Regions from separate parts of the Sus scrofa genome. Here all the other regions are linked to region 1. Evidence: chromatin contacts called from public HiChIP or PLAC-seq data. All regions are on one chromosome and are shown on one strand. The core of a region is the stretch at or near the end of the contact, and the rest is flanking DNA. Distances in the headings are between cores, read along the strand shown.

Region 1 (3,188 bases), core at 256-2,755:
TATATAGGTGATTTATGAGTTTAATTTTCTATCTAGCTGTAGAAGAATGAGCCTATGATGCCTCTTTCTGAAATCAATTTTTTAAATGATAAGTTCATGTTCATCACATTGGTTTGAATTTTCAAGCAGAAATGCTCTACTGGGGCCAAGTGGTATAGTCGTAAAACTGTCAACCATACTGAAGATTTTTCATTTCCCTGAGGCAAATCTGAAAAATAAAACCCTGGGACTACCCGCAAAAGAATCGTCAACATCCATTCGAACACAAGTGATTATCTTCTTTATTTTCTACTAGCCTCTGGGAAAAAATTATTTTTCAAAACAAGAAAAATAAGCTCTGATGTTTTTAGGCATTGGGAAAATAAATATTGACTATAAAGTCAGATCCAGGCTTGATGCTTGGCTGTGCCATGTTCTAGCTATATTATCTTAGAAAGTGTATTAACTAAGATGCTTAAAATTGATTTATTTACACCAAAGCATAGTTATGTGTGTTGAGAAGAGTGTTTAGCACACAGTAGGCCATAAAAAGTAAGGATTATTATTTTTAAAATAAATATTCACATTTTTTTCCTTTTTATACAAACCTACCTTTAAATTGTCTTTAACAGCTACTTTTGAGGCAGATTGACTGTTGTTTCTCTGGCTGTTGTTATTGTTCAACAACAGATATTTGGGGCCCATCCTCTGGCAAATGACAGTCTGTTGGAGACTACCTGGTTAGGGAACATTAATATTTCTGAAGGACTGCAAAGTACAGGCAGAAAGGCTGGGAACTCTTTAAATCACTTTCTCTTTTTAGTTTCCAGGAATAATATAGTTAAGTTTAAACAAGTGAATATTTTGTATGAGAGCAGTAATTTCAAGGTCAGCCAAAAGGAGTTCAAATTTTTTTTTTTTTTTTTTTTTTGGCTGTACCCATGGCATGTGGACATTCCCAGGTCAGAGATCAAACCTGCACTACAGCAGCAACAAAGCCATAGCAGTGACAACACAAGATCCTTAACCTTCTGCACCACAAGGGAACTCTTAACTTTTTTTTTTTTTTAACGTGAAAACCGTAGAGGAAATTATCTCTCCTTATGTAAGCAATATTGGTTACCTTTTATTCTGATTTCAGAAGTCAATATGAACCAACTTTATTCCAGCTCTGTCACTTTATACTAGTGGATTCCGTAGGTGAACTATAAAATTATACACTTACTTAGAGTGTTTAGGAGAGTAATACAGATATTTTGTTAATAATTAAGCCTTATGTAAAAAGAATCCAGTGCCTAGGCATAAGAATATATTTGATTTTGCCTAACTCTCTGGGGCAGTTCTATACATTTTGAGTATATTATTCTCTGACTTTGGGATGAATCATAACTGTTTCACAATTGTTCAATTTGTAGTAAAAATCGCTGCATAATTATTAAAACAAAACATTTGGCCCTTCTGCATCTTAATTTTATGATCTGATTTCAGGGGAACCCAGTTGACAGCTTTCTTCCTTCTTCCTGTCTGGAATAAGTTTGAGAATTGGAAAGAAAGAGGTAACATGATCTCTGTTTGCAATAGATAATGTAACAATGTAAAAGGAAACCCTAAAAGAATCATTCTAAAAACTAAAATTAAGAGACTTGATTAAGTAGCAATGTAAAAAAAATTAAATAAAAATCAGTAGTCTTTTGTATACCCAAAGAGTAACCAACTAGGTGATATTGAGGAAAGGGAAATCACAGCTGTAGTTGTAATAAAAAAGATTTTTAAAACTTAGGAATAAACTTAAAATATTTACTCTTGAAAGATGCAAAAGTAGACTTGAAAAAATGTAAAAGCATACCTTGTTCATGAATTGGACAACTCTACATCACACATATGTTAATTCTTCTCAAGTTAGTAAAAAAATATATATATGTATAATGTGATTCCATTAAAAATATTGAGATTTTTTTCTCCTAAAATAGACTCTTGATTCTAAAGTTATTTTGGGAAATGAACAAGCAAAGAAAGGTAAGAAAACCCCAAAAAGAAGAGAGGAACTAGCTCTGTAAGTTGTTAAAACATTTTATAAAGCCCTTATAAATAAAGAAGTATGTTCACGGATACATAACTAGATATAGAGAATTATAGAATAGAATAAGAAATTCAAAGTAGAGCAATTATATGTGAAAAGTGGCACCTAAAATCACTGGTGAAAATGTACTATTTTTAATAAATGTTTTTGGCATAACTGGATAGCCATTTGGGAAAAAGTAAAATTGAATCCATGGCTCAGGCTGGATATGAGAATGAAATCCAAATAATCCAAATATCTAAATGTAAAAAGTAAAACTACACAAGAAAACAAGGATTTGTTTTTTTATAAACTGAGCCTTTCCAATTATAACTACAAATCCAGAAGCATCAAAGAATGTCCTAAAACATTGACAAACTTGACTACATAAAAACAAAAAAACTTTTTCAAAGCAAATGCCACTAAACAATTTAAAAACCTAGAAGGAAATATTTGTAATTTACATCACTAAATTATATTATAATCGCCTAATTGATGAAGCGCTCTTAAAATCTGGAAAGAGAAAAGCCAAATCCCACTGGGGAAAGATGTGAACAGAGTTTTAAAGAAAAAACCAATGTCTTGGTGGCAGTCATGGTGGTGGTGGATGTGGTGGCAGTGGGGATGGCTATAATGGATTTGGTAATGATGGAAGCAGTTTTGGAGGTGGTGGAAGCGACAATGATTTTGGCACTTACAACAATCAATCTTCAAATTTTGGACCCATGAAAGGAGGAAACTTTGGAGGCAGAAGTTCTGGCCCCTGTGGTGGTAGAGGCCAATACTTTGCTGAACCATGAAACTAAGATGGCCATGGCAGTTCCAGCAGCAGCAGTAGCTATGGCAGTGGCGGAAGGTTTTAATTATTACTGCCAAGGAGGAGTCTGCTACTACAGGCTTGTCAGCTCTTAAAAAACCAGAAGCTCATCAGTCCAAGCTCATGGCTAAAAGGAACATCTTTAAGAGGACCTTTATCTGAGCCACTCACTGCTCACATTGTTTTAACTGCCATGCAGTAATCATTAGCTGCTATGCAGCTGAAATTAATCAATTCAGTTTTGTGAATGGACTTTGGAAAATAAAAATGCATTTAACTTGGAAGTAAAAAAAAAAAAAGAAAAGAAAAAGCCAATGTCCTTCAACATCTGAA
Region 2 (3,188 bases), core at 273-2,772, 750 kb before region 1:
TGTGGTATAGGCCGTCAGCTGCAGTTCTGATTTGATCCCCAGCCTGGGAACTTCCATATGCCTTGAGTGTGGCCTTAAAATTAAAAAAAAAAAAAAAAAAAAAAAAAGACATCCACAAAGCCAGGAGAATTCTGCTTATACCCCCCAGCTTGGTGAGGAGCAGAAAGGGGTCAATAGTCAGCCAAGGGGGAGTCATGGGACATCCCTGAGAATCCATGTCTGTGAGGGCAGATGCAGGATGCCCTGGAGAGTGGAGGGACCTGCAGGAATCAGGCTTCTGGTGTCTCTTAGGGAGGGAAAAAGTAGAGCAATGAGGCAGAATAAAACAAAACTATATCTAATATCCCAGATGATGAATGTCAAGCTGGAAATCTGAAGATAAGATAAGAAGAAAAGATATCCTGCTGAGAATAGCCAGTGGAAAAGGTTACACTGGAGCCCAGTGAAAAAAGCCTTTCCTCTGCCCACCCCCCACCTCACTGGTGACACCGGCTGAAACCCACAGGCATCCCAACCCTTCCCTCATACCAGGTGGAAGTGAAAGAGTGAAATGAGGACGTGAACAACCAGGTCTGACTTCAGAGGAAGCAGAAGCTCTGGGGCACCACAGCTAATGAAGGGGTATCTGCCCTCACGGGCTGCACACGCCCCTACCAGGTAGAGTGAATCCTGATATAGGATAGGGAACTAAACCTCAGAGATGAGAAAATGAAAATTAAATCCACAACAAGAGTCCCCCTCAGCCCCAGTTCCCGTTAAGCTTTTGTTTAAAAAAAAAAAAATGTAGAGCAAATGCACCTCTGAGCCCTTTAGATGGAAAAACAGATCTCAGGGTAACAGGCGAAGGAACTAAGGAGACTGGCATTATTACATCAGAGGAAGCAGAGGTCTGGCCAGAGCTGTCCACATTCAACCCAAGGAGGGTGAGAAGACAGGGCATAACTATGCAATCATCATGCCGAAAAATACAGGAAAGAGAGGTACACAGCATACAAGAAATAGATGAAAAGTTCAATCTGGAATAAAATGTAACCTCAGAGACAAAAGAAAAATGCCATGCGAACGCTCAGGGTAGAAGTTACTGTGAAAAGAAATTCAGTGGCACAAGAACTAAAATAACACTTGATGAAACAACAAAACTAGCCAATGAAAGGCATTGTGAATGAAAGAAAGAAAAAAAAAAAGAAATTGTGGACTAAAAGCACACCATTTCCTAACTGATAAAGAAATAACAAAATGAAAGGAAGAGACGAGGCACAATTACAAATTGAATTATTGACAGAAAAGAAGGACCATTCACAGCAAATGCCAGGAAAGAGACAAACACAAAGGAGATACTGCGAACAAAGAAAAGCCAATATGAAGATAATTGTGTCTTCAAGCCAAGAACTGAACAGAGACACAAAAACACACTCAATTACTGTAATAGAGCCTGACTCCGTTTTTGACGTGAGTGCTGACAGCTTCCCAGCCCCCATCACTCCCTCTTCCCTTCTGACCCACATCTGGGCACAGTGACAGGAAGCTCCGTTGCTCCCTCCTTTGGCGCTGGGAGAACGTTCAAACCCACACAAACCACACAAACTTCCACAACTGTGTGGGGAACCCTCAGTGAGGCCCCACTCCCTAATCATCATAAAGCCAGTCGCCCTCTCCAGCTGCTTTTGGACCTGTCAGGAGTTTCTACTGCTCTCCCCAGAAAGCCACATGATGTAATAAAACTTGTCATACCTTCTTGGGGCATGTGTTGCACCATCAGTTTTAACAGCAACCAAATTTAGACTCAGGAGTCCCTTTCCCCTCCAAGAGACAATCACGACAAATAGACACTGGAAGGCAGTTTCCCTAGAGTGATGGAAAACCTGAGTCTGGGGTTTGATGAAAGAGCAAATTGTTTTCTGAAAGAATCTAATCTAGAATGATGATGTGGGAACAAAATTACCAAATTCCAAGGATTAAAAAAAAAAAAAATCCTTCAGGCATCCAGGTGAAAAAGTAAGTCATTTACAAGAGGAAAGAAATCAACCAGTCTCAGACTTCTCCCAGCAAATCTACAAAGTTTTGAGAAAAGTACATTATGTCCAGCTATGATGTTATTCAATTATTAAAGCAGAAGTCAGACAGTCTCAAATATGATTGTATTTACACCTTTTATGAGTTCTTTTTGGGAAAAGTGATAGTTTAAAAACAAGCCAAAAGGGAGTTCCCATTGTGGCTCAGTGGTAAGGAACCCAATTAGGATCCATCAGAATTCAGGTTTGATTCCTGGCCTTGCTCAGGGGGTTAAGGATCCAGAGTTGCCACGAGCTGTGGTGTAGGTGGCAGATGAGGCTCGGATCCCACGTTGCTGTGGCTGTGGTGCAGGCCAGCAGCTACGGCTCCAATTTGACCCCTAACCTGGGACTTCCATATGCCACAAGTAGAGCCCTAAAAAGCAAAAAATAAATAAAAATAAAACAAAAAGAAGCCAACCATGAGATAATAAAGTACACAGGAATAGTGCTATGGCATGTAGTGAACATTAAATCCATTTAGAATTAAGATTTAGTTAAGATGGGAATTATATTTAAGAAATTAAATATAATATTTTAATGTTTGAAATGTAAATTTAATATATAGCTAAGAGAACTAATTTAAAATGTGCAAAGATAACTGAACAAATTAGTACTAATTTCTTAATCTTTAATGGCAGATTATCAATAAATGCTATCTTAAATGAAATACATCACTTAAAAAATAAATTGGTCATAACTTAATCTTTTTTTCATCTCTGCAAGGGTAATAATCTAGAGAGCTGTAGTCTGAATACGCCTAATGGACTATGGAAATACTTTGCTTCCTTATTTCTTTGACCTACTCAGTGATGACATAGGCAATGTGACCAGAGATATTTTTATTTTGAAAAAATACTACCAACTTAAAATCTATAGTTTGTTTCACAAATCATATTGTCACTGATCCGAGAGGCACTTGAGTTTGTGACCCCTGCCTTAAAGGAATATTTTAGGAACACACATAACTTTGTTAAAGAAACAACTTTTTTTCTTTTTCTTTCTTTCTTTTTGTTTTCTGTTTTTTGTTTTGCCTTTTTAGGGCTGCACCTGAAGCATATGGAGGTTTCCAGGCCACAGCAATGTGGAATCTGAGCCTTGTCTGTGACCTACACCACAGCTCACAGTAATATGGGA
Region 3 (3,188 bases), core at 424-2,923, 710 kb before region 1:
CTTGGCCATGCCGGACACAGCCCCACCCATCAGATGGCTGGCACCAGCCCCTGGGACTCTTGTGACAAATGCACCCATCAGAGGGGCCTTAGTCCCTCCCACCTGTGAGCAAATACCAACTTTAGGACTCCTGGGGCCCCACAGCTAGAGACCCCAGGACTGGATCTGCCTACCATTGGGCCAGCATTAGCCCTGGGATCTGGCCTCAACCACCAAAGGGCAGAAACCAGCCTAGGGACCTTCTGCCCACAGCCGTGCACACAAATGGGCAGACACAAGCCCTGGGACCACTGAGGTCCCACAGCCAGCTGTGTCAAGACCTGGCCTATCCACCAGCAGGCTAGCACCGTTCCATGATATTTTGGGCCCCAGACTTGCCTGACAGCATAATGACACCAGTTCTGGGACACCCCAGACCCTGCAACCACAGCCCCACCCACCAGCAGGCTGAACAGGCTCCAGGAACACTGACTTAGCAGCCAGCCACCCTGAGATCTGGACCCACCCACCAGTGGGTCAGTACTAGCTCTAGGATCCCCCTGGGCTTGGAAGCTAGCAGCCTTATGGCCCAGCCTTGCCCACCAGTGAGCAGTCACCAACACTGGGACTCCCCTGGCCATGTAGCCAGCCATGTCAAGACCCAGCCCCAACCCACCAGGGCCAGAAACCCCCATACAAGGCAGGGCCTGACAACCAACCAGACTGGGGGCCAGCCATGCTTACCACTGCAGCCTGGGTAGTCAGCCTGCCACAACAGAAGGATCAGGCAGCCCACATAGAGAGCATCTAGAGCATATAGCCCTGGTGACCAGAGGTGAATGAGCTTCTGGGGCCCATAGGATATATACTGCATAAAGCCACTTCTTCAAGATCAGGAAACATAACCAACATTCCAAATACATAAAAATAAAAACATTGAATTAGGCTGTTTTCTGAGCCTTCGTATTTGGAATATGTTCCAAATGAAGGAAAAAGATAAAACCCCAGAGGAAGAACTAAAAGAAGTGGAGATACACAATGTAACTGACAAAGAGTTGAAAGTAATAATCATAATGATACTCAAACACTCAGGAGAAGAATGGATGAACACAATGAGGAGTTTAACAAAGAGTTAGAAAATGTAGAGAAGAAGCAAACAGCTGAGGAATACAATAACTGAAATAAAAAAAATACTAGGAAGAATCAACAATAGATTAGATGTACAAAGGAATGGTTCAGCAAACACAGAGTAGTGGAAGTCACTCAAGCTGAAGAGAACAAAAGAAAAAATCATTTTAAAAAATGAGGACAGTTTAAGAGATCTTTGGGACAACATCAAGCATACCAACATTCACATTATAGGGGTCCCAGAAGGAGAGAGAGAGAGAAAGGAGAAGTGGACACATGTGAAAATATAACAGCTAAAAGAAGGAAACAGATATACAGGTCCAGGAAGCACAAGGGGTTCCAAATAGGTCAACCCAAAGAGGACCACACCAAGACACACCGTAATTAAAAAGACAAAAATTAAAGCTAAAGAAATAATAGCAGGCGTTCCCCGGTGATACAGTGGGTTAAGGATCTGGCCTTGTCACTGTTGTGGCCCAGTAACTTCCTCATACTGTGCACACAGCCAAAAAAAGAAAAAGAGAAAAGAAAAGAAAAAGAAAGAATATTAAAAGCAGCAAGAGAAAAGCAACACATTACAAGCAAGGGAACTCCCATAAGGCTATCAGCTGACTTTTCAGCAGTTACTCTGCAGACCAGAAGGAAGTGTCATAATATATTTAATTTGATGGAGAGTACTCAAAAAATTAAAAATAGAACTACCATATGGTTGAGTAATTCCACTCTTGAGTATTTATCCAAAGAAAATAAAAACACTAATTAGAAAAGACATATGCATCCCTATGTTTATTGCAGCATTATTTACAATGGCCAAGATATGGAAGCCACCTAAGTGCCCATTATTGGATGATTAGATAAAAAATATGTGGTGTATACAAATACAATGAATACTAGCCACAAAAAATTAAATTTTGCATTTTGCAACAAGATAGATGGACCTAGAGGGTATTATGCTAAGTGAAATCAGTCACAGAAAGACAAATAATGTATGAGTTCACTTATATGTGGAATCCAAAAAATAAGACAAATGAACAAACATAACAAAATAGAAACACAGTCATAGATACAGAGAATAAACAAGTGGTTGCCAGAGGGAAGGGGGTTATGGGGAAGAGAATAGTGGGTGAGGGAGATTAAGAAGTGCAAACTTCCAGCTACAAAATAAAGGCCACAAGTATGAAATGTACAGTATGGGGAATACAGTCAATAGTTCTGAATAGCTTTGTATGGTGACAAATTACAACTCGACCTATCATGCTTATCATTTTGAAATGTATATAAATCATGAATCACTATACCGTGTACCAGGAACTCACATCATATTGTATGTAGGTCAACTATACTTCAAAAACAAAGACACAAAACTCATAGTTGGAAGAGAGAAAAAGAGGAGGAGAAAGCAGTGAGATGATACATGACAGGATTATTGAAAGATAAGATTGGAGAAAATAGAGGAAATATGAAGCTGATATTTAAGAAAATTTAGGAAGATGTTACACGTGTAACAATTTTATGGCTTAACTTTTAAGTTGCTAAATTTAAAGAAAAAACTCTCTGACCTATGATGTATGGTCAAGTCTGTGCAGAGTGTACTTCGGTTTGTCCTCATGGCCAAGTCCTATAGCCTCCTGTTCCCACTCCGGGAGTATCTTCTTGTGAAGTGAATAAGAAAGTGAACCTTTGTCTTGCATTTCAATTTGAGGCTGCATTAACTTACACAAGAAATTGGAAAAAAAAAAAACACCTTAGATCACACTATCTTCAGTCTATATAGCATATTTAAAGGCTTTTAATTGACATATTCTTTAATCTTTATAACATCACTTTGAGGTAGATAGGAGATCTGTACTTTTACCCCATTCTATTCAAATTCAAAATTAAAAAACAAAATCAAAATTAAAACAAGAATTAAATGGTATACACACAAAGTCTAGAGTAAGATGATTTGCCTTAGCAGTCCTGATTACATCAGGTGTGACAAAACTAAGCTGCTTCCATATATTCTGACTGATGAAAATGTTTAAAGTTGACCAAACGACACACAGATTCAATTTGGTCAAATGAAGCCACATTTCAAACAG

What was found. HiChIP or PLAC-seq counts read pairs in DNA pulled down with a chosen protein or histone mark.
Region 2: an H3K27ac HiChIP or PLAC-seq map of alveolar macrophages shows a contact between it and region 1. The contact joins the enhancer-like site here to the promoter of CCDC112 in region 1. A contact is called at or near these places in 1 of 5 promoter capture datasets (liver), 5 of 47 Hi-C or Micro-C datasets (alveolar macrophages, embryonic fibroblasts, heart right ventricle and 2 more) and 1 of 2 datasets of contacts at active chromatin or transcription factors (alveolar macrophages).
Region 3: a contact with region 1 is called in an H3K27ac HiChIP or PLAC-seq map of alveolar macrophages. The contact joins the promoter of ARL14EPL here to the promoter of CCDC112 in region 1. A contact is called at or near these places in 1 of 47 Hi-C or Micro-C datasets (subcutaneous adipose tissue) and 1 of 2 datasets of contacts at active chromatin or transcription factors (alveolar macrophages).

Annotation. Positions count from the first base shown.
Region 1 is chr2:119,479,122-119,482,309 of Sscrofa11.1, reverse strand. CCDC112 (coiled-coil domain-containing protein 112) reads left to right here and starts at 1,505. Exons shown (of 12, transcript XM_021084645.1): 1 at 1,505-1,535. LOC110259444 (a long non-coding RNA gene) reads left to right here. Exons shown (of 3, transcript XR_002341855.1): 3 at 1,468-1,502.
Region 2 is chr2:120,229,940-120,233,127 of Sscrofa11.1, reverse strand. No RefSeq gene overlaps it. Among named protein-coding and RNA genes, the nearest start is that of COMMD10, 7.1 kb to the left of the region's middle. Within about 2 kb of position 1,522, at least 8 of the 83 cell types and tissues checked have an H3K27ac peak or open chromatin away from gene starts, as enhancers often do. A contact at or near this core is called in alveolar macrophages and retroperitoneal adipose tissue, where this site is marked.
Region 3 is chr2:120,193,408-120,196,595 of Sscrofa11.1, reverse strand. ARL14EPL (ARL14 effector protein-like) reads right to left here and starts at 1,673. Exons shown (of 4, transcript XM_013995047.2): 1 at 1-1,673. It overlaps LVRN (aminopeptidase Q), which reads right to left. Exons shown (of 19, transcript XM_013995045.2): 19 at 2,868-3,188.